Linked DNA regions of Mus musculus: all the other regions are linked to region 2. A link is a contact called in public HiCAR-type, HiChIP or PLAC-seq and promoter capture Hi-C data. All regions are on one chromosome and are shown on one strand. The core of a region is the stretch at or near the end of the contact, and the rest is flanking DNA. Distances in the headings are between cores, read along the strand shown.

Region 1 (3,488 bases), core at 728-3,227, 1.3 Mb before region 2:
CCCCCCCCCCCATATATATACTGAGACCCATGTACTCTTTCTTTCCTTCTCTCTCTCTCTCTCTCTTTTTGGTTTTTCGAGACAGGGTTTCTCTGTATAGTCCTGGCTGTCCTGGAACTCACTTTGTAGATCAGGCTGGCCTTGAACTCAGAAATCCATCTGCCTCTGCTTCCCGAGTGCTGGGATCAAAGGCGTGCGCCACCACGCTCGGCTACTATTTCTTTTATTTATTCTTAAGATAAGGTTTTACTCTGTGACCTGAAACTTATTATGTACCTGAGGCGGGCCTTAAACTCTAGATAATCCTTTTATCTCAGCCTCCTAAGTGATAGGGCTACATGTATGGACCACAGTGTTGAGCCATATATTTCAATAAATGTAAATATCATAGTAAACATAGCTATTTCCTTTGTACACTTAACATTTTCGGAACCTGAAAAACTGTTTCCAAAGGGGCTGAAACCTATTTCCTGTGTCAGGCTATGTGCATATGAGTACAGGCAGCCATAGCCAACAGGCTGCACTGCATATGTCTGGAACTGTAGTTACAGGTGCTTGTGAGCTACTAGACATGGGTGCCGGGGACTCAACTCAGATCCTCTGCAAGAGCAGTATGTATTCTTAACTACTGGGTGGTCTTTCCAGCTCCCACCTCTTTTTTGAAGATAGGGTCTTACTATGTACACCTGGCTGTACTCAATATGTGGACCAGGCTGGCATCCAAATCACAGATATCCCTCTATGAGATTTTGTACCTGCAGAATAGGAAAAGGACTTCCATTAAAGAACTAAGTACAGTGTGCTGAGTAAGATGCGACTGTAAAGCCATTAAAAACAGTTGAGATCTGTATACCAGTAACAAAGCTTAGTGCTTTGTGTATGCTATGCTTGGTTTTGAAAGGAAAGGAAAGGGGAAAATGGGGCTGCAGAGATGGCTAGTGGTTAAAAGTGTGTATTGCTCTTTTAGAGGGCCCAAGTTTGGTTCCAAGCAGTAACATCAGGGCTCATCTGCCTAAAACTCTTAATTCTGGGAAGTCCAACTCCTTTGACACACTGGATATACACACATGCATACACAAAAATCTTTTTTTAGAAAAGACTTTAAGGACACAGCATAGTTGTCTATTTCCTCAGCAGTAATTTGAGACCCGAGAAATGGAGGTTTAATCTCATTTTTTTTACTATTCGAATTTGAAAACATGTATCACTACGAATTATTACAGAGTTTTTTTCTTATTTTCCTTTTTTGGGGTGTGGTGGGGCGGGAGGTAGGGGGCAGGATTTCTTTGTATCGCTCTGGCTGTCCTGGGATGGACCGGGGAAGCCTCGAACTCAGAGACTCGCCAGTCTCTGCCTGTAGAGTTCTGGTATTAAAGGAGCTCGTCACCATACCCAGTTTGTTCTTTTCTTTTTGAGACAAGGTCTGTTATGTAGCCTAGCTGTCCTGGAATTTGAGATCTTCTTGCCTTCGCCTCCCGAGTGCTGGGATGACAGGCTGCGCCACCACGCCCGGCTTGCAGACTCTGTCTTAAAAAAGGATACACAAGGAACGCGACTTGTGAAGGAGCTCCGCTGGAAACCTGAAGGGTCTCCCGATGATTGTCTCTTCTCAGCAAGAGGGTGAGCAGCGCCTGGCGCTGGCTGAGGGAACCCGAGGCGCGGTAGGCTGCCCCCTGTCCCATGCGGCCGCTGAGCTGGTCGGTGTGGGGACGCTGTTTTGGGCACGTGAACACCGCCCCAAGTAAGAAAGAAGTATTCGAGTGCATGCATTCACACAAGGGATCCTGTGGAGGCGCTATTTACCCATTTTAGGAATAAAACTGTCTGGTTGGATCGAGACGTCACAGCTCGCAGACCTTTACTGATTGTAGAATCAGCCCGGTCACTGTCAAATAACAGAGTCCGGGCCACAATTCCTCGGTGTTGTTTAGGGGAGCGCGCCTAAGCTCAGCTTCCGGGAACGGCCGGCTGGAAAACGCACTTCCCATGCGACCCGCTTCCCGGCATCCTGCGCAAAACGCCCACTTCCGGCGGCGTCAAACTGAGGGCCCAGCAAAAATGTCAGCAGTCCGACACGCAGTTCCCCGAACACTTTTTCCGCCTCTGTTCCCACCCTAAGCCGTGCTCCGCCGGTGCTTGGCCTCTCCCACTTTGCCCCCTTACCTGCCTCGCAACTCTAGGAATCTCGTTGGTGACGACCCTCGCCGCGTCTCTTCTCCTTTTACAAACGGACTTTTACAAACACGTCCAAACTGTTTGCTTGTAACGACGGTCGTTATTGGTCAGATCAGCCCACGTGCGCCAAGGGCCCGCTCACCTCCGCTGAAGTGGCACCATGGGATTTGTAGTATTTCAGGGGAGTGCTCTCTTTTGGAAAACTACAGAGAAGGCTCAGGGTGCTGACACTTTGTGGCTTTACCTAAACGTACAGAACACACCAGCAAGGGCTTCCCGGTGGTCCCTAGTACATCGAACCTGAACAATTCTGTGCTGAAAACAGTTTTACTGGAATCGGAAGCAGAGCTCGCCTGAGCTTGTATGGTTTTCTCTCGCTTCGCTCTTACACATTATTGAACGACTCCCCCCTTGGAAAGAGCCGAAATAGACTTTATGTATATTTGTTCTTCAGAATCGTAAATCCCCGGCACCAATATTGTGTTTCCTGGAACTCTTTCTGTAGATCAGGCTGGTCTCGAACATAGATCCGCGGGCCTCTTCCCTCCAATGTGTTGGGATTAAAGACATGTGCCACCACCGCACTTCAGAAACACTCGGAAAGCTATGGTGCCTTAGGTGAGGCCGGTGTGTTCCCATAGCTTGGACACCTACTGGTGGTGCGCTGTAGGCACAATTGCTTTGCTCTAGCCAAATTTTACTTTTCTCCGTTACAGTGGCCCTTTTCTGGGATCAGATTTTTCTAATATTGTTTCAGAAACTGAAGGAACTAAAAAAAGAGATGTTTCCTCTCGCCACAATTTTTATTTGCTGTTAAGTTCAAAAGCATTCATATTTATACCTGGATCACATGGCTAGTTAGTTCCTAGCAACTGCCTCAAGTGGTGACCAGAGAGCATCAACCCTCATTTCTTTGCCTGGCATTGGGAAGTGTTTCTCCTTTGTTCTATAGTTCAATGTCAAGCCCTCCAATAGAGAGACATGCAGACAACATCTTTCTGGATGCTGTTTCTCTCCTTTCTCATTAAGTGTGCAGTGGTTCATGAAAGACCTTGTGATCCTCACCTCCCTGTCTTCAGAACCAGCCAACTTGGGTGTCCTCACACCAAGCTCTCCCAGGCTGCAATTTTCAACTGACATTTAAAAAAAAACAAAAAACAAAACAAAACAAAAAAAGCAGATAAAAACAAACAAAACAAAACAAAAAGCCGGGCCGTGGTGGCACACGCCTTTAATCACAGCACTTGGGAGGCAGAGGCAGGCGGATTTCTGAGTTCAAGGCCAGCCTGGTCTACAAAGTGAGTTCCAGGACA
Region 2 (3,293 bases), core at 642-3,141:
AAAAAACAAACAAACAAACAAATAAAAAGATGTTAAAAAGATACTTAAAAAAAAAGAGATATAAGGCCTGAAGAGATGGCTCAGCGGTTAAGAGCACTGACTGCTCTTCCAGAGGTCCTGAGTTCAATTCCCAGCAACCACATGGTGGCTCATAGCCATCTGTAATGGGATCTGATACCCTCTTCTGGTATGTCTGAAGAAAGGGACAGTGTACTCACATACATTAAATAAATAAATGATTTTTTTTAAAGGAGAGATGTAAACAGGACCCTGTATGCTTACTTTGGTTTAAAAAAATTCTTCTTTTCCTGGCTTTGTCTGTATGTCTGTGTGTGCTTATTCCTTTGTCAGTGGATGAGTTGGAGGTGGAGGCCAGAGGACAATGTGTATAGTTCTTTATGCCTGTCCATCTTTCAAAAAGTTTTGCTTTTGTTTTTTGTTTTTTAATTTTGTTTTTTGTTTTTGAGACAGCGTTTCTCATTGTGTAGCCCTGCCTGGCCTGGAACTCACTCTGTAGACCAGACTGGCCTCAAGCTCGGAGTCTCCTACTGCTGTATCCAGACTGCTGGGATTAAAGGTTTCATTGCAGCCACGTGGCTCAGAAAGGGTTTCATTGTGTAGCCCTGGCTGTCTGTCCTAGAACTGGCTTTGTAAACCAGGCTGATGCAAACTTACAGAAATCCTCCTGCCTCTGCCTCTACCTCCTGTGTGCTAGGAGCACCACCATTGCCTGGTCACACTTAGTGTTTTTAATGTCGGTTCTGGGGTTCAAACTCAGCATGATGGCCTTGAACTCACTATGTCTGTTGAAGATCCTTCAACTACTTTGGAAATAAGATAACAAATCCAATAGATTAGTGGTAAGTAAGTAGTTTTAAATATACAGTTCTGCTGAAAGGGAACTTTGGCATAGAGAAAAGGCATTAATGACGTGTTGATTTGGCACAAGACAGTGTTTTTTAAAAACCTATAGAGAGACATTCCGGCTCTCTTCTCATATAGGCCTACAGGATTTGCATCGCTCTAGGTCCCCTATTTCGTTGGCCTAGGACAAAAGCCTCATTCAATTTAAAAAAAAAAAATTGGAACTTGAGAATGGCCCCTACTGATTGCTGGTTTCCCAATCTGACCAGGCTAAGTGACTAGTCCTACCACTTGAACTTTCTGAAACAAAGAGGAGCTAGCCGCTGGCCTGCCTGCCTGTAATTCCGATGGACTCTAGCTCACCTCAGACTAAAAATGGATCAAAGCAATCTCTATGTCTTTCTCTGCTGTCCTCCTCAGACATCTCCAGAGAGCTGGGATATTTTTCTTTCCCATTTGAGATTATGAAGTTGTTTCTAGAGTGCATGACGCAGGTTGAAGGATAAGTACACAGGTCCCAAGGAACCAAGCGTTTTCACTGACGGTGATGAGTCTTGTTCGTGAGATTGTTGTGATTCTCAGCCTTTCTCTTCCCCTGTGTGTGCTCTTCATTTTCTGGTTCTGTCTGCCTAGCACCTCCTGGGGAAGCTGCTGTGCTTTTCCAGAGAAGGCTTCTGTTAATCAGAGTGCAAAGGGACCACAAGCTCTACACACTTCATCCAAGGCTGTCACTGGTCTCTAACTGGTATGTCCTGTATGGATAAAGACAAACCTTAACCCTGGAGGAGGAAGCTGATCCTGGAACAGGGTGGAAATTGAGAACGCGCCTCTCAGAAAGGGGCTGAGTTTGTGGGAGTGGCGCTCAAGGGGAACCCGGAAGCGCTGGGAAGGGGATTAGGATTTCCTGCCGAGGCCCGGCTGCCTGGCTTTTTTTTCCCCCGCCCAAACACCAGTGGATTCTGGCCCGAACTTCCGCCGTCCCAAGCCAAGAATAGGCTCCGCCCCGTCCTGGTTCAGTAGCTGCGCATGAGTCTGAGTTCCAGGCATGGAGGCAGGCGGGCTGGGCTGCGCTGTGTGCGTGTTGACCGGGGCCTCCCGGGGCTTTGGTCGCGCCCTGGCCCCGCAGCTGGCCCGGTTGCTGTCTCCCGGTTCCGTGATGCTCGTAAGCGCACGCAGTGAGTCGATGCTGCGGCAACTGAAGGAGGAGCTGGGCGCTCAGCAGCCTGACCTGAAAGTGGTGCTGGCAGCCGCCGATCTGGGCACCGAGGCTGGCGTGCAGCGGTTGCTGAGCGCAGTACGCGAGCTCCCGAGGCCCGAGGGGCTGCAGCGCCTGCTGCTCATCAACAACGCAGGTGAGAGTCCCGTCCAGACCCCGGCTGCGAGCTCTTACCTCATAGGCTTTTGGGTAGGTGAAGGGCAAGTCCCTAAAAGTCCAAAGTCCAAGAGGAGGGAGGGTGTATCAGTGTCACTACGGGGCGACAGTGCCTCCTGGCGGATGTGTGAGTCAAGACTTTTTGAACAAATCACTCTGCTTTACTACAGTATTCTTTGCTTGCATTAGGGGTGTCTGCAGAGCTGGGGCAGAGAGATAGCCTATGAGGAGGAACTGTGGAAGGCTGAGGGAGAAGAGTGCCCCAGTTGTGTCATTTCTTTGGTCCCGTTTTTTTTTTTTTTCAGCCACTCTTGGGGATGTTTCCAAAGGCTTCCTCAACGTGAATGACCTAGCTGAGGTGAACAACTACTGGGCTCTGAACCTGACCTCCATGCTCTGTTTGACTTCCGGCACCTTGAATGCCTTCCAGGATAGCCCTGGCCTGAGCAAGACTGTGGTTAACATCTCATCTCTGTGTGCCCTGCAGCCCTACAAAGGCTGGGGTCTGTACTGTGCGGGGAAGGCTGCCCGAGACATGCTCTACCAGGTCCTGGCTGCTGAGGAACCGAGTGTGCGGGTGCTGAGCTATGCTCCAGGTAGGTGGGTGCTCCTGACAGTGCTGTCCCTAGACTTAGCTGGTACCTTTCTGGGGGCTAGGCAAGGAGGGGAACCTGATCTATATTCTCCATAAAGAATCCAAAGACACCTTATATGCCCCAGTATAGGGGAATGCCAGGGCCAAGAAGCAGGAGTGGGTGGGTAGGGGAGCAGGGCGGAGGGAGGGTATAGGGAACTTTCGGGATAGCATTTGAAATGTGTATAAAGAAAATATCTAATAAAAAATAAATTTAAAAAATGTGACACACACACACACACAAAGAATCCAAAGACTATCGGGCCCCTACTACCTCTGGTAATGACTCCTCACTTCGTAAGAAAAATACAGACTCCCAAGACGTTGGAGCAGTCAGGGGCCGAGGTACTCAGCCTCAGGACTTGTCCGATTAGCAGGTGGGATAAACATCCAGACACATAAAATGCATTAAGACTAAAACTG
Region 3 (3,037 bases), core at 318-2,817, 1.3 Mb after region 2:
AATCAAGAGTGTATTCCATTGTTTAGCTTCTCATGAGCTCCACTGGCTCCAGAGTGATGACCTATCCTCCTAACCTATCGTGAGCATGGCCCAAACGACTTATGGTAAATACGTCGGACGGAATAAGCAGACCTCTCACAACAGCTAAGGGTTACTTTGAGGACCTATCTTCTGACACCAGGGTCTTCAAGACACCTGTGAGAAACTATCACCAGTCAGGGAGAAACTCATACTGCCTTCAGCAACTAAGCCCTCCTGAGTTAAATCCCTGGGGTAAGTGGTACTTTAGAAGAAGGGTGATACGTGTAGGAGGATGTCCTACTGACCAATACTTTTTGTTGTTGTTGTTTTGTTTTGTTTTGTTTTTTTGTTTTTCAAGACAGGGTTTTTCTGTGTAGCCCTGGCTGTCCTGGAACTCACTGTGTAGACCAGGCTGTCCTCGAACTCAGAAATCTGCCTGCCTCTGCCTCCCAAGTGCTGGGATTAAAGGCGTGCGCCACCACCGCCCGGCTCTGACCAATACTTCTTGTAATAGACAATAAAGACTCGATCCAACTCAAAGAGTAGTACATCAAGAGTACATCCGAAGGGATATTAATGCATGAGACAGTAGATTAAAAATCCAAATTAATTTCTTGACAAACTGGGAAAAATAAGTTCTACCTTCCATATGAATATAACAAGGCTAAGTGCAAACTCCTACGCTGTGCTGAGGGTTTTTCCTTGTAAGGTATCATAAATAAAGCCAGGGGTCATCCGCTTTCGCAATTCACGGGAAGAGACTTCCGGGTAAATCAGCAGCAAGCAGCTAGGATACCAAATCTTCCTATCAGGTCCTGATTTGACACACCCAGTTCCACAAAATGCTTGTCACGCGCAGGGGACCGGATAAACCACCATCTTGCTCACTCTTGTCCTTGCCTTACGTCTCACCCAAAGCCATGCTTAGTAGAGCTACTTCCCAAAGTCAAGCAGACCAGCTTCTAAGCAGGAGAATATAGGAACCAAGGGCGTTCGGGGCCGACAGCAGTGGAGGGTCCGGAGCACCAAGATAAGACAGTGCTCTGGTGACAGCTGCTTAACTCCCGGGTTCCCTTGTGCATGAATCTCAGTCTCAGCTTCTGCCTCTTTCCCACGTCCACCCGCGACCGGCAACTTCCCACCTGACCCCCCAGCTCTGCACAACTCTCCAGGTTGACACAAGAGCCCTGTGGCAGAAAGGTGATGGCCGGGAGGGGCGTGGTCGCACCGTGGAGCACAAAGGCACCGGGCATGGTGTGGGCCGCCGCCCCCTGACCCGCCGCTCCCGGACGGACAGCCTTCGGCCGATCCAGCGCTCACCCTTCCACGCCACCATAAAGCGCGGCCATACTACCGTTGCCACCGCTGGTCCGCCGTAGCAACCTCGACCCTAGCCGTGACTTCGCTCCCGCCCACACGGGCACCGCCCCTTGTCATGTGACTACGACGCGCTTGCGTAGGGTGTGGATGCTACGTCCTCTCTCGCCCCTGCTGTCGCCTCCCGCAGCTTTCCCCTCCGGTTTTTTCTAGCCCGCCGTTCAAGTGACTGCTTCGCGAGGAGGCGGCACCCCAGCTGAGGCTCCTGGGAGGGTGTGTGAGGGCTGCCAAGGGCCAGCCGGAAGTAGCTGGCAGACGCGCGCTAACTGTGGGGTGCGCACGCGCAGACGCTTTTGGAGGCAAGCTCAGAGTCTGGCGGATGTGTCTGAGGACCAGGGCGGGAGCCAACGTCCAGACCACCCCACCCTGGCTCATGAGCGCACACTCTACCTTGTGCTGAGTACGCTGAGCAGGTCTCAGTGAGGCCCCAGGCTGCTGTCAGCTGAGGTTTGTGCGGCGGTGAGGATAGAGCCCAGGGTTTCATGTGTGTCAGGCTAGCGCTCTACAAGTGATCTGAGTCCAACTCTGTTCTTTCTGGACTGTATCTCGTCTGTATAACCCAGACTGGCATGGAATGCAATGCTGGCTCAGCATGCTAAAAACTGGCACTCACAGACCATATTTCACCTTCTGGCCACCACCTGCTCAACTCTAAACTGTGCAGTGGAACTGGAGGAAGAGAGGAAGATACCGTTAGGTCCTGTAGAAGAGTGACTCCTGCGTGTTTCCTCAGGCTCCAGGTTGTTCCAGCCCTACTTAAGAGGCAGCTTCAATAGCCAGGAGGACTGTCTGCTGCTCTTGACATTTCTTTGAGACTTCAGATGGAGTCTCCTTGGGGCTAGCATGTCTCTGTCCAACCTCGGACCTCTGAGCCTGCCTCCTGTGGAGAAATCTTGAACTGGGATCCTCTTTCCCTGTCAGATAATTGGGTCCGGTTGTGTTTTGATGTAAACAGTTGGGAAGGTGGGCACACAGAGCCTCATATATCCCAAACTCACCTCAGACTCTGGCTGAGGATGACCTTAAACTCCTGATTCTCCTGCCCCACCTCCCAAGTGCTAGGATGTTTTGGTGTAGGCTTGCTTTCTAAGGTTCCAGAGTGAATGAATTCTTTACCTCCTTTCTTACCTATGTGACTCAGTAAAGCACCAAATAATTCAAGAATAGAAATAACATTATTGCCTGATAGAGAAACTAGAGGGAAGTGAGACATTACCATTCACAGTACTTCAGAGCTGGAAAATGCTTCCTCCAACAACATCTTTAGAATCAAAGATAATTCCATAGGATTCTGATTGAATGGAAGTTTTGGCAAGAGTGTGATGTTGTGGGTGAATTCTGATGGAAAAGTTCCCTTTAGCACTGGTGTAATGAGTCTTGGGATCCATTTGTGACAGCGCTGATGTGCTTTTGTTCTGTTGTTTGAATCTTTTTGTAATGAGATTGCAAGTCACCAGGACTGGCCCTACACTCCTGAGGTGTCTGAGGCTGTCCTTGAATCCCAGTCTTTCTGTCTCCACCCCCTAAATGCTCGGATGAAAGGACCACACTGCCCTCCTGGCTTTGCATTACTTGTTTAGAAAGGAATACAGAGAGAAAGTTTGGTTTAAAGACAAGATTGACTTCTGAATTTGGGTGA
Region 4 (3,215 bases), core at 304-2,803, 1.2 Mb after region 2:
ACCTTTTTTAGAACTAGAATTTATGGTAAAAAGCACATTCCATAACAAATGCAGAAAACTACAACGTATTCAATGTACAAGGTTATGTATGTGTCATGAACACATTTGAAAACCAGCTAATCAAAACAAATGAAGGAGATTTTTGTAATTTCTTTCAACTGTTTTATCTTTACCCATTGGTTCCTACACAAATGATAAGGCGGGGAATGGTCTAGCATATTTTAGTATATTACATTTTGGATTCTACAAATATGAAAGTACACATTACAGAATATGGAAATATAAAAGTCAAAATTTGTAAAGCAGCTTGAGCCCACTAAATCTTAAGTGTATAATCATTAATAACATTTTGAAAAAATGTAATAAACAACTTTATTTTTCTGTGTTAACAGCTTTACATTAATTTTTCTTGTAATCTTTTTCCAGTCTGTCATTTTAAATTTCTAAAATTAAGCAGTAAACACAACTCCCCTGAAAAACAAGTTAACCCATCATACACAAAATGAAGAGAGGGAGAATTTTATGTGAGAGTGAACAATTTCCAAACTGGTTAGGAAAGATTGACTCCACATGGTCGGGTGGATCCTGGTAAGAAGCTTTTCTTCAGAACTTTTCACATTGAGTGCGCCTTCCAGAATTCCCAAACTGCCAAAGGGTAATTTTAATATTAAATAGCTCGAGGCTACAATCACTGTCAAGCTCAAAGATTTTGTAATACTGAGACTCCCTCATAGGCAATTACTTCAAACAACAAAGGACGTCTGGCACATCCTCGGGGATGAGAGTCGGTGTACAGACCTCTCCGCTCTTCCCCAAGCTAGGAACCACACCAACACAAGCATGTATCCCCACATCAGTGTTCACGACTCCTCTAAGAATGTGGAAGTGTCACCGCCATTTTCGACGACATCCCAGGGCCGACAATCTCGGCTTCGGTGCTCACTGGGGCGCTTGGCCCACAACAGCCCGCACACCCCGCTCCCAGCCCCCTGCAAGGAAGCTCTTCCAGCCCGACTAAGGGCGCACGCGGCCCGCGGGGCTCCGAAAGGCGCTCGGGCACGCGGCGGTCTTCCCGCTAGCTGTCAGGCCTGGGGAGCGGCAGACCCGCGGCGCTGGGGAAGGGGCAGCCGGACTCCCCGAGGGCGCCGCCCGCTCCTCCTCAGAGCAGCAGCATCCGGCGGCTGCGCCCACGGGCACTGCGGCGCGACGGCGCGGTCGGCGAGTGGCGAGGGGAAACAGGCCACGGCCGAGGCCCACCCGGGGTCCCTCAGCTCCACCCGCCCCGCCGCCGCCATCTTGTACGCAGCGGCTGCGACACATACAATAGTCGACCGCGACCTGGCAGGGACCGCTCGGGGCCTGCGCTAAGGACCTCTGCCTTCCAGTCCCCGGCTCCCCGCAAGGCAGCGGCCCTACCTATGCCTACCGACTAACAGCTGGATCCCATCCGTGCCCCACACAGTTTAGCACTCGGCCTCCAGTCACCGCGATGAAGCAGCTACCGCCTCCATGGGACTACACGCATGCGCATCTTCGCCTAAAGCCCTCGTCCGCTCACTGCGCCTGCGTGCCTCAGGCTCCGCGTTCTCCAGAGACGCTGTCGGGGGACAAGGCCGCCCTCTGCCAGAAGGGGGCGATCGCCAGCTATGGCTGGTCCTACACCTGCAGCGGTCTGGGTAACATCACTCAAGATTTTAGAACCTGCAAACCATCCCTCTTCTCTTCCATGAAGCCTTCTCTGATTACTATTCCCTCAGTATCACAACGTAACATTCACTTATTAACATATTCTCGCTTTTACTGCTCACTCCCATCGCCCCCTTTTTAAAGAAAAGGTCTGGAACTTTGAACTCACATAGATCCCACCTGCTTCTGCCTTCCAACTGTTGGAATTATAAGTGTGTGCCTCCACACCCAAGTACGTTGTAGCTGTCTTCAGGCACCCCAGATTAGGAATGGTTGTGAGTCACCATGTAGTTGCTGGGATTTGAACTCGTGAGCTTCAGAATAGCAGTCAGTGCTCCTAACCACTGAGCCATCTCTCCAGCCCTTATCTCCCACCTCTTAAATGGGAAATTACACCGTGCAGTGTTGGTACAGGCCTTTAATCTCAGCACTTGACAGGCAAGATGCAGGCAGAAATCTGGGAAAGAAGCCAGCCTGGTCTACAGAAGATGTTCCAGGACAACCAAAGCTACACATCCCTGTCTCAAACAACACAAAATAGATAGAATAATAAAATGGGAAATTAGAAAGGAATAAAAGTTAAGGGCTGAACTGATTGATGGCTCAGCTGTTAAGAGCACTAGCTGCTCTTCCAGAGGTCCTGAGTTCAATTTCCAGCAACCACATGGTGGCTCACAACCATCTGTAATGGGATCTGATGACTGCTTCTGGTGTGTCTGAAGACAGCTACAGTGTACTCATATACATAAAATAAATAAATAATTCTAAAAAAAAAGTTTAAGTCAAAAGACTAATATTGAAAAATTTTTATATCATTTCAGAATTCAAAAAATAAACTACCTGAGTGGTGAACATCTATAATCCTGATTGATTTTACCCATGAAAAAGATTGGGCTAAAATTTTTTTAACTGTTTTCTTCAATGTTCTATCTTTTTAAATTGACTCAGTTATGCCAATATAAGCTAGTTCAAAAAAATTAAAGGACTGCAGGACAGTGGTGAACTGCCTTTAATCCCAGCACCTGGGAGGCAGAGGCAGGTGGATTTCTGAGTTCGAGGCCAGCCTGGTCTAGAGTGAGTTCCAGGACAGCCAGGGCTACACAGAGAAACCCTGTCTTGAAAAAAAAAACAAAAAACAAAAAAAAACAAAACAAAAAAAACAAACAAACAAACAAAAAAACAAGAAATTACAAATTAAAAAAAATAAAAATTAAAGAACCATCCTCCTCGGTGAAATTTTTAGGAGTCCAGTGGTGTGGAGCAAGCAGAGATATTCCTTCCAAGGTGAAAGGTAAGTTACTGTACCTGGATCCTCCCACCATCCAGAAAGAAGCACAACGTTTAATGGGTCTATATGGACTCTGGAATGAACTACAATCCAGAAAGGAGTTGTAATGCTGCAGCTGTCCACTTCTTGGTGGTGCAGGTATAATGTTCAGGACTGCCAGTAAGCCAGGTCCTAGACTTCTCTCCCTCAGTCAACAGATCATAGGGAACCCCCCATAAGGCTTTAGGTACACGCTTGGCAG
Region 5 (3,437 bases), core at 349-2,848, 1.3 Mb after region 2:
ATTGAGAAAAACAGTGGGTGATAGACCTGGAGTACCTAAAGGACCAATTATGGGAGAATATTCCTTTAGGAGGGAGGAGGAAAAAGTTAATGTTAGACAGTGAATTTATCTACATATTTTCATTATATAACTACTTGTTTACTAAACCTATATTTTGTGTTGTGATTGTAATTAGCACAGTGGGTAGGAGAAGACAGATGTATGAGAAGTTTTTTTATTTTTAATTCCACTTTAATAAAAAGATTTATGTGCACGAGTGTTTTAACTTCAAGTATGTATATGGATTCAGTACTCTGGAGGCCAGAAGAGGGCATCTAATTCCCTGGAGCTAGAGTTACTGGTGGTTGTAAGCCACCATGAGGTGCTGAAAACTGAACCTGTCTTCTGCAATAGCAGCAAATGCTCTTAACTGTTGATCCACCACTCCAGCCATCAATATCCTATCTTCTTTTTATGGACATAACTTAAAATTTGGATATTGTTTTAGTTAGGGTTTGTATTCCTGCACAAACATCATGGCCAAGAAGCAAATTGGGGAGGAAAGGGTTTATTCAGCTTACACTTCCACATTGCTGTTCATCACCAAAGGAAATCAGGACTGGAACTCAAGCAGGTCAGCAAGCAGGAGCTGGTGCAGAGGTCATGGAGGGATGTTACTTACTGGATTGCTTTCCCTGGCTTGCTCAGCTTGCTTTCTTACAGAACCCAGGACTACTAGCCTAGGTATGGCAGCACCCACAACAGGTCCTCCCACCCTGATCACTAATTGACAAAATGACTTACAGCCGGATCTCATGGAGGCATTTCCTCAAGTGAAGCTCCTTTCTCTGTGATAACTCCAGCTTGTGTCAAGTTGACACATAAAACTAACTAATACAAGGTATCTTAAACCCAAAGGACAGAACAAGTGTGTGTGTGTGTGTGTGTGTGTGTGAATGTGAGTGTGTGTCTTGTTTTTCTGAGACTTGGTCGCAATATGAGCTCAAGCTGGCCCTGAGGAATTTGTGATTTTCCTGCCTCAATCTTGAGCCTGCTGGGACTGAAAATGTCAAATTTGTTTCTAAAAACGTGGAAGCAACCCTTTCTGTTCTTCCAATCTCCCAAATAGTCCTAATTTTTAACCTCACGACTTAACACAGAAGCAAATTCCCGCTCTCAAAACTCATCTCTAACTAATGGACAGATGAGGAAATCCCTGAATCCTACTCCCTTTTCTAAAGTGATCTAGACAAGTGACACAGGCTTCCAGCTTAGCCAATGGATGAAGCGGGAGCAGAAGCCTTTGTAAACAAACCCGGAGTCCTTGCACTCTGGCTCCTCCCCAACATGGAGGTGATTCATCCTTGGCCTGGAAATCTAGGCGTGACCAATGCTTCTTCAGCCAATCAGAGCTGGGAGTCTCCATCGAGGGCGGAGCGAATGGACAGACGCTAAGACCAATCAAAAACTGGAACTTCTGAAAGAGCTGGGCGGGCATTGTTTCACATTTAGACCAATCAAAACCAGGTAAGTGAGCGGCATTCTCTGCTGTCCAATAGATGGACGGGGCGTTGTCCGGCAGCCAATGAATGGCGCTGGGGGGCGGGGCGAGACGCGCGTGTGAGGCCGAGGTACCTCGAGCGTTTGTGCGCCGAGGCTCGCGCTCTTAGGAGGCGGCGCTGTGCTGTGGTGCGGACCTCGGGGCGGCGTTGTCCGCGCGGCCAGGTGGGTTGAGGCGTCGGGGCTGGGATCGTCTGGCCACCCGGGACTGCGCACAGCCCCTCTACCCGCGGGCTGCCCGGGAGCGCGCACAGCCCCTTCCCAGCGCGGCCCGGGCCCAGGCCGTCCGACGCTCTGGCGCTCGCGGGCCAGCTCCTCTCACCTCATCCCTTTTCACCATCCTTGCTACGTATGACCTGCCGCCTCCTGGCGCCCCTCCTCTCTCTCGCCTTCTGAGACGTTCACTCTCAACCTCAGGATTTCAGCCTCATTTCCCCCGGAAACTAACACCTCTCACTTTGCTTTTTGTAGGCACCTGGAAGGGTGAAGGCGAGAGGCAGATGACGACGCTGAACACAGGCTCCGCAAGGTTCGGAACTGCAATGGGCTTGCTTAAACTCTCTCTGCCTCCCCTTCAATGCCATCTAATCCCACTCTTCTTCTAGAATCATTGTCCTCATAAAGTGCTTTTGCTCAAAACTGCTGAAAATGCAGGTGGAAAGGCTTGCCAGCAGCAACCAATTTGAAATCTGTTACGTGGAACGGGATGGAACGGGATTCTGACCCAGCTTAGAGCACTAATTTACACTATGAGGAAGGGCCTGGTCATCCCGGACGTCCGTAAGATACGGGATATATGTGATTATCACACACAGCCTCTGAGAGAATTACAACAGCCCAGAGGCGACCTTCAGCATTATCTTTACAGAGAATTTATTTGTTTATACCTCATAGTATGGCAGTGTTTGGCTTCCTGTGGTGGTTCTAACCATATGTTTCTAGATGGCCTTCCACACTGTCTCAAACCCAAATAAAAATATGCCAGACGTTTACTGCGAATAAATTAGCTTATCACTCATAGTTTTAACTGAGATTTTAGAAGTTGAGGAGTATTAGACAATAGGGGTTTTATTTTGGAAGCCAGAGGACATTGAGTATTGGAATACGTCTAGTACTTTAGGCAGAAAGGGAGAAAGAATAAGATATCTATCCATATCCAAAATTGCATTGTTCTCATGTTGTCATTTTCTTGGCTTTATATCTGGAATTGTTTTTCTTGGTTTTCAAAAAGGAAAATTAAGTCGTAGTTTAGCATCAGATTCACTGTTGTGGAGTTTGTAAGCTTTACTTTACTATTTTTCTTATCCAATTTGTAGCACATAACAGTATATAGTTCCTTGTGTTTTGCTGTGGTAAGATTTTTGTCGTAGTAGAGAAAGAAGTCTGTTAGAGGAAATTAAAATCAGTCTTTCCTCATAGGTGACAGCATTGCCTCGCAGGCCTTATGTTTGTGCCATATTTTTCACACTGGAAAGAGCGGAATCTTAAAACTGTTGTGATTTTTGTCAATTATAGCAGTTGTCTAAGTCATGGGTAAAATACGATCTCTGAGTTGGTCACTATAGTACGATCTCTGAGTTGGTCACTATAGTAAACTGTTGTAAGTCTGCATTTGAAAATCAAATGTACCTACCATGTCTTTGATAAATCTGTGCTTAGTGATCACTTGTTTGGAAATTTAGAAGATGGTAGCTTGTGCTTCCTTCCTTTGATCTTAAAGTTTAGTAGAGGAGAGACCTATAAGCCAAGAATTAAATGCACAGAGACTTCTGCTGTTCAGGATGTGGGACTGGAGAGAAGCCCTATCCTCCATGTTCCAACCTCAACTCATGTTCCCCTAGATTTCCTCAATTGCATTTCCTTAACCTTCGTGCCTTATGTAGATTATAATCTTACAT
Region 6 (3,106 bases), core at 555-3,054, 1.4 Mb after region 2:
CGATGTGTGTGTGTGTGTGTGTGTGTGTGTGTGTGTGTGTGTGTTGGGGGGTAGTTAAGAGAGATTTCTGACTAACACATCACACCAGTAGACAGAATCTGCAGGTCACTCCAGTGCTACCCCACTCCTTCCTTCCACAAATATTTACGGAGAGCCTGCAGACTGTTTTCTGTGACAGCACCCTGGATCCTCAGGCAGCTTCCTGAAGAGGAGGGAATCCTGGAGGCAGGAGGTGAGACAGCAGTTCCGCTCACCTCAGCCTCCAGCTGCCCTTGGCCTTTCCAGTGCTAAAAACCTCTCTCAACCAATGCCACACCCGGGCGTGGGAAGGAGGGTGAAAAGAAGTGGAGAGGGTGGGGTCATTTCTTATGCCCACATAAGCTCTCCTTTGCACCTTAGAAGAATTGAGGGGGCTACGTACTCAGAGGACCAGAGGACAAGGGTAAAATGTACTAAGGAGGGCTCTTAATTTTGGACAATGGGGGCTTGCCTTCCCCAGTGTTGGGTTGGCTTTTCTCATGGAAGCCTCTACCCTCAGCTGTGGTGGGGCTTCGAGCAGTGACTGACACGGGTGACCCTGCCTAGGAGGGATTAGCAGTAAATGACGTCCCCGGCATTTCAGGCCTGTAATGACAGCCTTGTCATTAAATGGGGGAGGGGCAGAGGGATTTACGTTTCTGCATTTGCTTTTTATTTCAGTCCAGTGGATAACTGTACTTGTATTTAATATTTCCATTATATTTTACAAATGTAAAGGAATTACCTTGTGTGGGTACATTATAAAAGTATACCCCTGAAGAGGTACCCGGCATGCGCGTCTCTACTTGACTTAAATGGCTCTATCCCAGAGGACAGAGGGCCACATTTTACTCCCACCTCTGCAAGTCTGCACCAGAGACAGTCCCACTGATGCCCACGAGCAAGATTTATTTGATCTACATAAAGGTTGGTAGAATGGAGGAAGATGGTGTTTGGGCGCATAACTCAGTCATCCTGACCAGGGGAGACGCCTATTCTTAATGCATAGCACTGGCAAGGTCCTTAGCCTAAGAGCTTAGGCTGTGTCTTCATTTCTGGAAGGCTTGCAGATTCCCTCAACGAAACTCAACTGGTGGTCGCTCCTTGTCCTTAGAACCCCTCAGATGACAAAAGGGAATTCATATTAACCCCAGGTAACCTACAAGTCCTCACACCTGCGGGGATTCCTGGTGGTGTAACTGTCTTACACCATCAAGCGGGTCCCTAGAATGGCAGTAGCCACCCAGCCTTCCAATGACCACACCTATTCCCAGGAGTGTTTCTTTATTCAGGGTCCCTGGCAGCGTCTTAATTTAAGAGAGCTTCCTGTACCTCCATGCCCTGCCCTAGCTGGCTCTCAGATCCCCAGGGCCACTCACATGGTGACAGTGGTGGTGGGGGTCAGGAAAGTTGTACTCCACCTGCTCTAAGATATTGACTTGGGTGACAGAAACCTAGGTTTCCCTCCGTAAAAGAAAGTTGGCTACAGGCCTCCTGAGGCCTGTGGGAGGCAGCTGGGGGAAGCCAAGTGAGTGAGTCCGAAACCCCAGGATGGCGGAAAAACAACAGGCCTCAGGCCTAGGATCCAGTTGACCGCAGGACCCGAGACTTCTTTCTCCAAGTGTCTACCTGGGAGAGGCCCAGACCCAGGATACTGGCATTGGAGGTTTGGATCTGGATGAGCGATGGCAGGAGAGTGCCGGGAAAGCAAGTTTGCTGCGGGGGTTGAAGGGGGATGGGTGAAGGGGCTCCGACTTCGGGTGAGGGCGGGTGGAGCCGAGGAAGAAAGCGTCGGCCAGGCCAGGCGGCCAGGCCAGGCGGAGGAGCGCCGGAGCCGGCGGTATCCAAGCGAGTGGGAAAACTGGAGCAGCGGAGCCGCGGCAGGTCAGGCTACCCTACCGCCCACCCAGCCATCTCTAAGCCTCAACCCACGCAAGGCTAGGTGCTGGGAAATAAGGCTGGGTTGAAGCGGGGACGCATCCGACTGCCTGCGTGGCCCAGCCTTCCTCAGCAGCTGCCCACTCGGGTCCCTCCCAATCCTGTCCCTACAGCGCGCGCGTGACTTTCTCCGCCCTTGCTCCGGGGACCCCGGCGCGGAGGCCCTGGCTCTCGGTGTCGGGCTTCTCCAACTGATTCGTGTCCTTACTACACCAACCAGCCCGGATGGGCCTAGAGAGAGAGAAAGAGAGAGAGAGAGAGAGAGAGAGAGAGAGAGAGAGAGAGCACCGGTCCAGCAGGACGAAACAAGGTCCAGCCCCCTGCTTTGTCCCCCGCGTTCAGCTCAGTGTCCCGCACACAATAGGCACTCGGAGTATTTACAGGATGAACTACCAAATGAATGAACCACTGTATGATCTGAGAGATGGACGTTGTAGGGATGTCGGAGGCCCCAGGAAAGGCAGCTTGGTGGCCCAGGGAATCAGAGCTGCGGCTGTCCCCTTACCTCGTACCAGGATGCGGCGGCAGTGGTCTGTCTCACCGAGCGCCTGCTGTCCGTCGCTGTCCCCTCCGCTCTCCCTGGAGCCCGCAGGGCTGGAGGCGGAGGTCCCAGCAATCTCCCTCGGACTCGCGCTACCTGTGTCAGCACGCAAATCTTCCGCTCCGCGGTGCTCTCCGTGACGCCCGCTGCGGCCACCAGGCTCCTCCCGGCGCTTGGGGCCGCGGTCCCGCTCCGCGCCCCCATCGCCCATGCCCGCCGCCACTGCTGCTTGGGCCACAGCAGCCGCTAGTCCTAGCTCAGGGTAGCAGGTCCCTCCCTGCCCCTCCCCACCCCTTCCTCCATCTGCCCCGCCCCCTACAGGCCCCGCCCCCGTCGGCGATTGGGCGCGAGCTGGGGTTCCAGGACTCTGGGTGGATCCAGTAGGCGCAGCGCAACGGGAGTTCGTTCAGGGGGAGGAAAAAAGGAGGAGGGAGTGAGGGGAAGAGAGACAAGGGGAGGGAAAGAGGAGAAGGAGGAGGGATAGGAGGAAAAGAGATATGTGGAGAAGGGGGAGGGGATGGTGTCTTCGCGCCTCCTCGCGTGGGGCGGTGTTTAGAGCCTGGCAATGGGAGACTGGACAGCCCCGTGGTACAGAAGACCGCCCCACAC
Region 7 (3,301 bases), core at 162-2,661, 1.4 Mb after region 2:
TTGTGTACACTTGTCCTGCTCCCATTGGTTAGGGTATTCAACGGCTGCAGGGAACTTGCCTTTGTCTAAAATTCATGTCTTAACTTGTCTACCAGGATGGGACTTGTTTTGACTAAAATTCATATCTTAACTTGTTAACCAGGATGTCAGCTGCCCACATACCTGTCTCTCTCTGCCAATTAGGAAGTCAGTTCCCAGGGAAGTCTTGGGAACTTAAACTTTACTTGACCCCTACTCAAAATGGAGGGGGGGTCTTATTTTAAATAGTTTCTTATATCTCTTATGTTGGGGTTCATCCCAGGGGCAGCTTATAACAGCAAATCCCATAAAAGCTTATAGTCAGGTGCAGAAAGTATTGTTGGATGGTCACTTCAGACCCAAACTTGCTGTGAGTAACCATGCAAAGCATTTCTATTTAGATTGGTTTCCCAGGGCACAGAACAAAACAGAATACATAACCAATCCTGGCATTAGAAAGTTTCCTAGTAACAGTAGAAACATGAGCAAGTTTCCTTATAATGGCAGGCTGGCCAGGTGACAGTTACCTAGGCCTTAATATTGTACCTAGTCCTTAACATATAATATCTACCATTCCAGCACTCAAAACTACTTAGTGTCACCAAGGCCAGCCTGGAGGCACATAAGGCTGTTTCAAAAAAAGAAAAGATCTTTGCATGATGTTTCTACACCTTTAATCCCAGGATTTGGGATAAAGCAGAGGCAGGCTGGTCTCTGTGAGTTCAAGGTTAGCCTGATTTACATAGCAGGTTGCAGGACTACATAGAGACCCTTAATCAAAACAGACAAAACCAAAACCAAAGTTATATTTTGCCCTAGTACGGAGACTCCACACATCTGAAACCCTACCAATTGAGAGCTGGAGATGGGAGAGTTGACAGTTCAAAGGCCAGCCTGAGCTATGAGACCCTCCCTTTCTGAAAATAACAAACAAAAAGTTTGTTTGAGATAAGAGGCTTGTTGGCACTCTGAGCTTACCTGTGTCAGCCACTAGGTGGTGCTCTCTCAGATGATTACCTGCGGTGTCGCAAGTACAGTCAGTGCTTAGCTGTTGCTTTAGTCCCCACGCAAAAGTGAAGACCTGCATTGCAAAAGACCTCAGCCTAGAGGGAGAGTTAAGGCTGAAGGTGACCATTTAAAGGCACCTGGGATTCCAGATTATGCGGCTTCCTAGTGTGTGACCTGAGAGAAGGGAATCTTCCTCTCCCAGAAAATTAGGATCCAAGGCTGTGCGGAGCAGGCTTGAGCCAGGATTGGTTCCAATCAATCTGGGCTCTGTGTAGGCGCTCCGTACCGGGTGCAGCGCGATTTCGATCCTCCGAGCCGGTTAGCGGCGCTCGCGGGCTTGGCGGGGGCGCAGGGGCCGCGGCGCTCCGCCCTGCTCCTCTCGGCGTCCTCTGGGCGGGGACAGCACGGCGGCGGCCGCTCAGTGTCGCGGGAGCCGGACCGCGCAGGCCCGTCCCGGCGGCCCGGGGGGCGCCATGTGGTTCATGTACGTGCTGAGCTGGCTGTCGCTGTTCATCCAGGTGGCATTCATCACTCTGGCCGTCGGTGAGAGCGCTGACCCGGGCCGCGCGCGCCCCGATGCCCCGAGCCGCCAACCGCTGCTGCTCTTTGCAGCTGGGCGCTGACGACCCCGAGCTGGTCCTACTGGACCTCTGCGGAACCTTCCGGTGGGGATGCTTGGTTCCCGAGACGCATCCTTGCTCTTGGAGCCCTGAGCTCCCTACTCAGCCTGTCCCCTCCAGCTGGGACAGGGGGAAGGCCCCTGTCTGTCTCACCCGGCTGTGTGCTAGTGTACAGCACCCGGCCTGTAAACTAAGTGTTCTGCAGGTGTTGATTGACGAGTGAAGTTTAAGGTTCCCGGAACAGAGGTTAACTTTATGCTGTGCGGTCAAATCCAATATTTCTACAGTTGTCTTGGCAAAGTTCTATCTACTTGTGCAGATGAGAAGGACATCCCAGGGGTGCTTTGGCTTGTTCCCGACTTCCTGGAGTCTGAGGAGGGTTGGTGGGGGACTACAGGATGAGCAGGCTGGTGGGAGTGTCCCTGGCTGATCTCTTCCTGTTTGTCCCCCTCCCTCTGGGACCCCCTTCTCCTACCCAGCGGCTGGACTGTACTACCTTGCAGAGCTGATAGAAGAGTACACGGTGGCCACCAGCCGAATCATCAAATACATGATCTGGGTAAGTGGCCGCTTTTCCCTGGAGTAGTCACCCAGGGCTTGTTTGCCCTACATCAGAAACAGGAAGTGGGGACTGTTTGAGCTGGGGCTGTTTTGGTGCTGAGAACCCAGGATCTGAGGGTGTCCCACTTGCTTCCCTGCCCTGCAGTCTGCACTCCTGGGTCCAGATCACCCCTGGCCCTCCAGCCTCAGGTGGCATAGTTTCACAACCTACTGCCATTCCTTAAGGTGACAGTGCAGATATTTCATTGATAGGTATTCATGGCTTCGCTTTCCTGTGTCTGTCTCACAGTGTCCACGGTCTCTAACACCAGGTCCCCAATCCCAGCCCAGGCTTAGAACTTATAGGGACAATAAGGACAGTTTGTAACGCTTAGTTAGCTATTGCCCTCTCTCCACTCAGTGTCATTTGTCCTAAGGGAGAATGTCCAGCCCTTTCTCTTCCCTCATGGAGGTTTCTTTTCCTGAAGACTTGGTCCCTGTCCCTGTTAGAGAGGCTGTGAGGAAGACTGAGGTGCGGGGGGGGGGGGGGGGGAGGATACCTTTGGACAGAAAAGTTCACCTTTCAGTCGCCTAAAGTCTGCAGCTACTTTCACTCTCAACGTAGCCTGGGGTTGTAGTTTGTGGTAAAGACAGGGCTACAGCCAGCTCATTGGCTCAGTCTGTGGGTGTGGTTGGGATAGCAATTAGACCTTTCATCACCGACAACCGAAGCCTTTCTCAGACTGCCTGCTGGATTCATCACTGAGTTACGTAATTGATTCAGTAGATCATGCTTAGCATTCAAGGAAGCTATGAAATGGGACATGGGGGTACAGGCATGCATGCGGCCTTCGGTTAGATCCTCAGCTCCAGCTCCAAAAACAGTGCTAACAGTAAAAACGAGAGCAGGCAAAGTGAGTGTGCGCTCTGTCACACGTTGGGTATGTGTTTGGTGGAGTGCTGTATAAAATGTTTTTTTTTTCTTACTTTGGATCACTGTCTAAAATGTTTTAGAAGTGGCCTTCAGAGAGACCACCTTTTTGAAAGCTGAGTGTGGTTTCTGTGAACCGAGAAAACCAAAGTGCATTTGTAACAGCGCTGTGCAGAGCAGGCAG

What was found. Promoter capture Hi-C pulls out the DNA fragments that hold promoters and counts their contacts. HiCAR-type assays count read pairs that join an accessible place to other places. HiChIP or PLAC-seq counts read pairs in DNA pulled down with a chosen protein or histone mark. Capture Hi-C pulls out chosen DNA fragments and counts their contacts.
Region 1: a contact with region 2 is called in an H3K27ac HiChIP or PLAC-seq map of microglia, with 5 times the contacts expected there. The contact joins the promoter of C87436 here to the promoter of Spr in region 2. A contact is called at or near these places in 1 of 39 promoter capture datasets (liver) and 1 of 115 datasets of contacts at active chromatin or transcription factors (microglia).
Region 3: a contact with region 2 is called in a promoter capture Hi-C map of adipose tissue, with 2.7 times the contacts expected there. The contact joins the promoter of Nagk here to the promoter of Spr in region 2. A contact is called at or near these places in 2 of 39 promoter capture datasets (hippocampal neurons and liver), 1 of 115 datasets of contacts at active chromatin or transcription factors (astrocytes) and 1 of 9 other capture datasets (adipose tissue).
Region 4: a contact with region 2 is called in a HiCAR-type map of astrocytes, with 6 times the contacts expected there. The contact joins the promoter of Zfp638 here to the promoter of Spr in region 2. A contact is called at or near these places in 7 of 39 promoter capture datasets (the 3T3-L1 cell line, 3T3-L1-derived adipocytes, cranial neural crest and 3 more) and 3 of 115 datasets of contacts at active chromatin or transcription factors (astrocytes, pancreatic cancer cells and stem cell-derived neural progenitor cells).
Region 5: a promoter capture Hi-C map of liver shows a contact between it and region 2, with 3 times the contacts expected there. The contact joins the promoter of Paip2b here to the promoter of Spr in region 2. A contact is called at or near these places in 3 of 39 promoter capture datasets (embryonic stem cells, hippocampal neurons and liver) and 1 of 115 datasets of contacts at active chromatin or transcription factors (astrocytes).
Region 6: a promoter capture Hi-C map of embryonic stem cells shows a contact between it and region 2, with 2.3 times the contacts expected there. The contact joins the promoter of Vax2os here to the promoter of Spr in region 2. A contact is called at or near these places in 2 of 39 promoter capture datasets (embryonic stem cells and liver) and 1 of 115 datasets of contacts at active chromatin or transcription factors (astrocytes).
Region 7: a HiCAR-type map of astrocytes shows a contact between it and region 2, with 6 times the contacts expected there. The contact joins the promoter of Tex261 here to the promoter of Spr in region 2. A contact is called at or near these places in 1 of 39 promoter capture datasets (embryonic stem cells), 2 of 115 datasets of contacts at active chromatin or transcription factors (astrocytes and pancreatic cancer cells) and 1 of 9 other capture datasets (liver).

What each region holds. Positions count from the first base shown.
Region 1 is chr6:86,437,163-86,440,650 of GRCm38.p6, reverse strand. It overlaps C87436 (expressed sequence C87436), which reads right to left and starts at 1,977. Exons shown (of 10, transcript NM_001364557.1): 1 at 1,804-1,977.
Region 2 is chr6:85,136,362-85,139,654 of GRCm38.p6, reverse strand. Spr (sepiapterin reductase) reads left to right here and starts at 1,891. Exons shown (of 3, transcript NM_011467.2): 1 at 1,891-2,216; 2 at 2,542-2,832. The coding sequence starts at 1,910. It overlaps Gm10444 (a long non-coding RNA gene), which reads right to left and starts at 1,721. Exons shown (of 3, transcript XR_001785286.2): 1 at 1,228-1,721.
Region 3 is chr6:83,793,587-83,796,623 of GRCm38.p6, reverse strand. Nagk (N-acetylglucosamine kinase) reads right to left here and starts at 1,567. Exons shown (of 10, transcript NM_019542.2): 1 at 1,342-1,567. The coding sequence starts at 1,370. It also overlaps the pseudogene LOC665004.
Region 4 is chr6:83,912,691-83,915,905 of GRCm38.p6, reverse strand. It overlaps Zfp638 (zinc finger protein 638), which reads right to left and starts at 1,553. Exons shown (of 27, transcript NM_001355286.1): 1 at 1,427-1,553.
Region 5 is chr6:83,829,902-83,833,338 of GRCm38.p6, reverse strand. It overlaps Paip2b (poly(A) binding protein interacting protein 2B), which reads left to right and starts at 1,598. Exons shown (of 5, transcript NM_146169.2): 1 at 1,598-1,704; 2 at 2,011-2,068. The coding sequence starts at 2,040.
Region 6 is chr6:83,710,899-83,714,004 of GRCm38.p6, reverse strand. It overlaps Vax2os (ventral anterior homeobox 2, opposite strand), which reads left to right and starts at 1,804. Exons shown (of 6, transcript NR_002871.2): 1 at 1,804-1,902. It overlaps Vax2 (ventral anterior homeobox 2), which reads right to left and starts at 2,766. Exons shown (of 3, transcript NM_011912.4): 1 at 2,462-2,766. The coding sequence starts at 2,708. It overlaps Gm32943 (a long non-coding RNA gene), which reads left to right. Exons shown (of 4, transcript XR_003956456.1): 2 at 1-232; 3 at 757-945; 4 at 1,081-1,207.
Region 7 is chr6:83,773,922-83,777,222 of GRCm38.p6, reverse strand. Tex261 (testis expressed gene 261) reads left to right here and starts at 1,411. Exons shown (of 6, transcript NM_009357.2): 1 at 1,411-1,569; 2 at 2,126-2,205. The coding sequence starts at 1,500. Gm52907 (predicted gene, 52907) reads right to left here and starts at 1,288. Exons shown (of 2, transcript NR_168047.1): 1 at 997-1,288.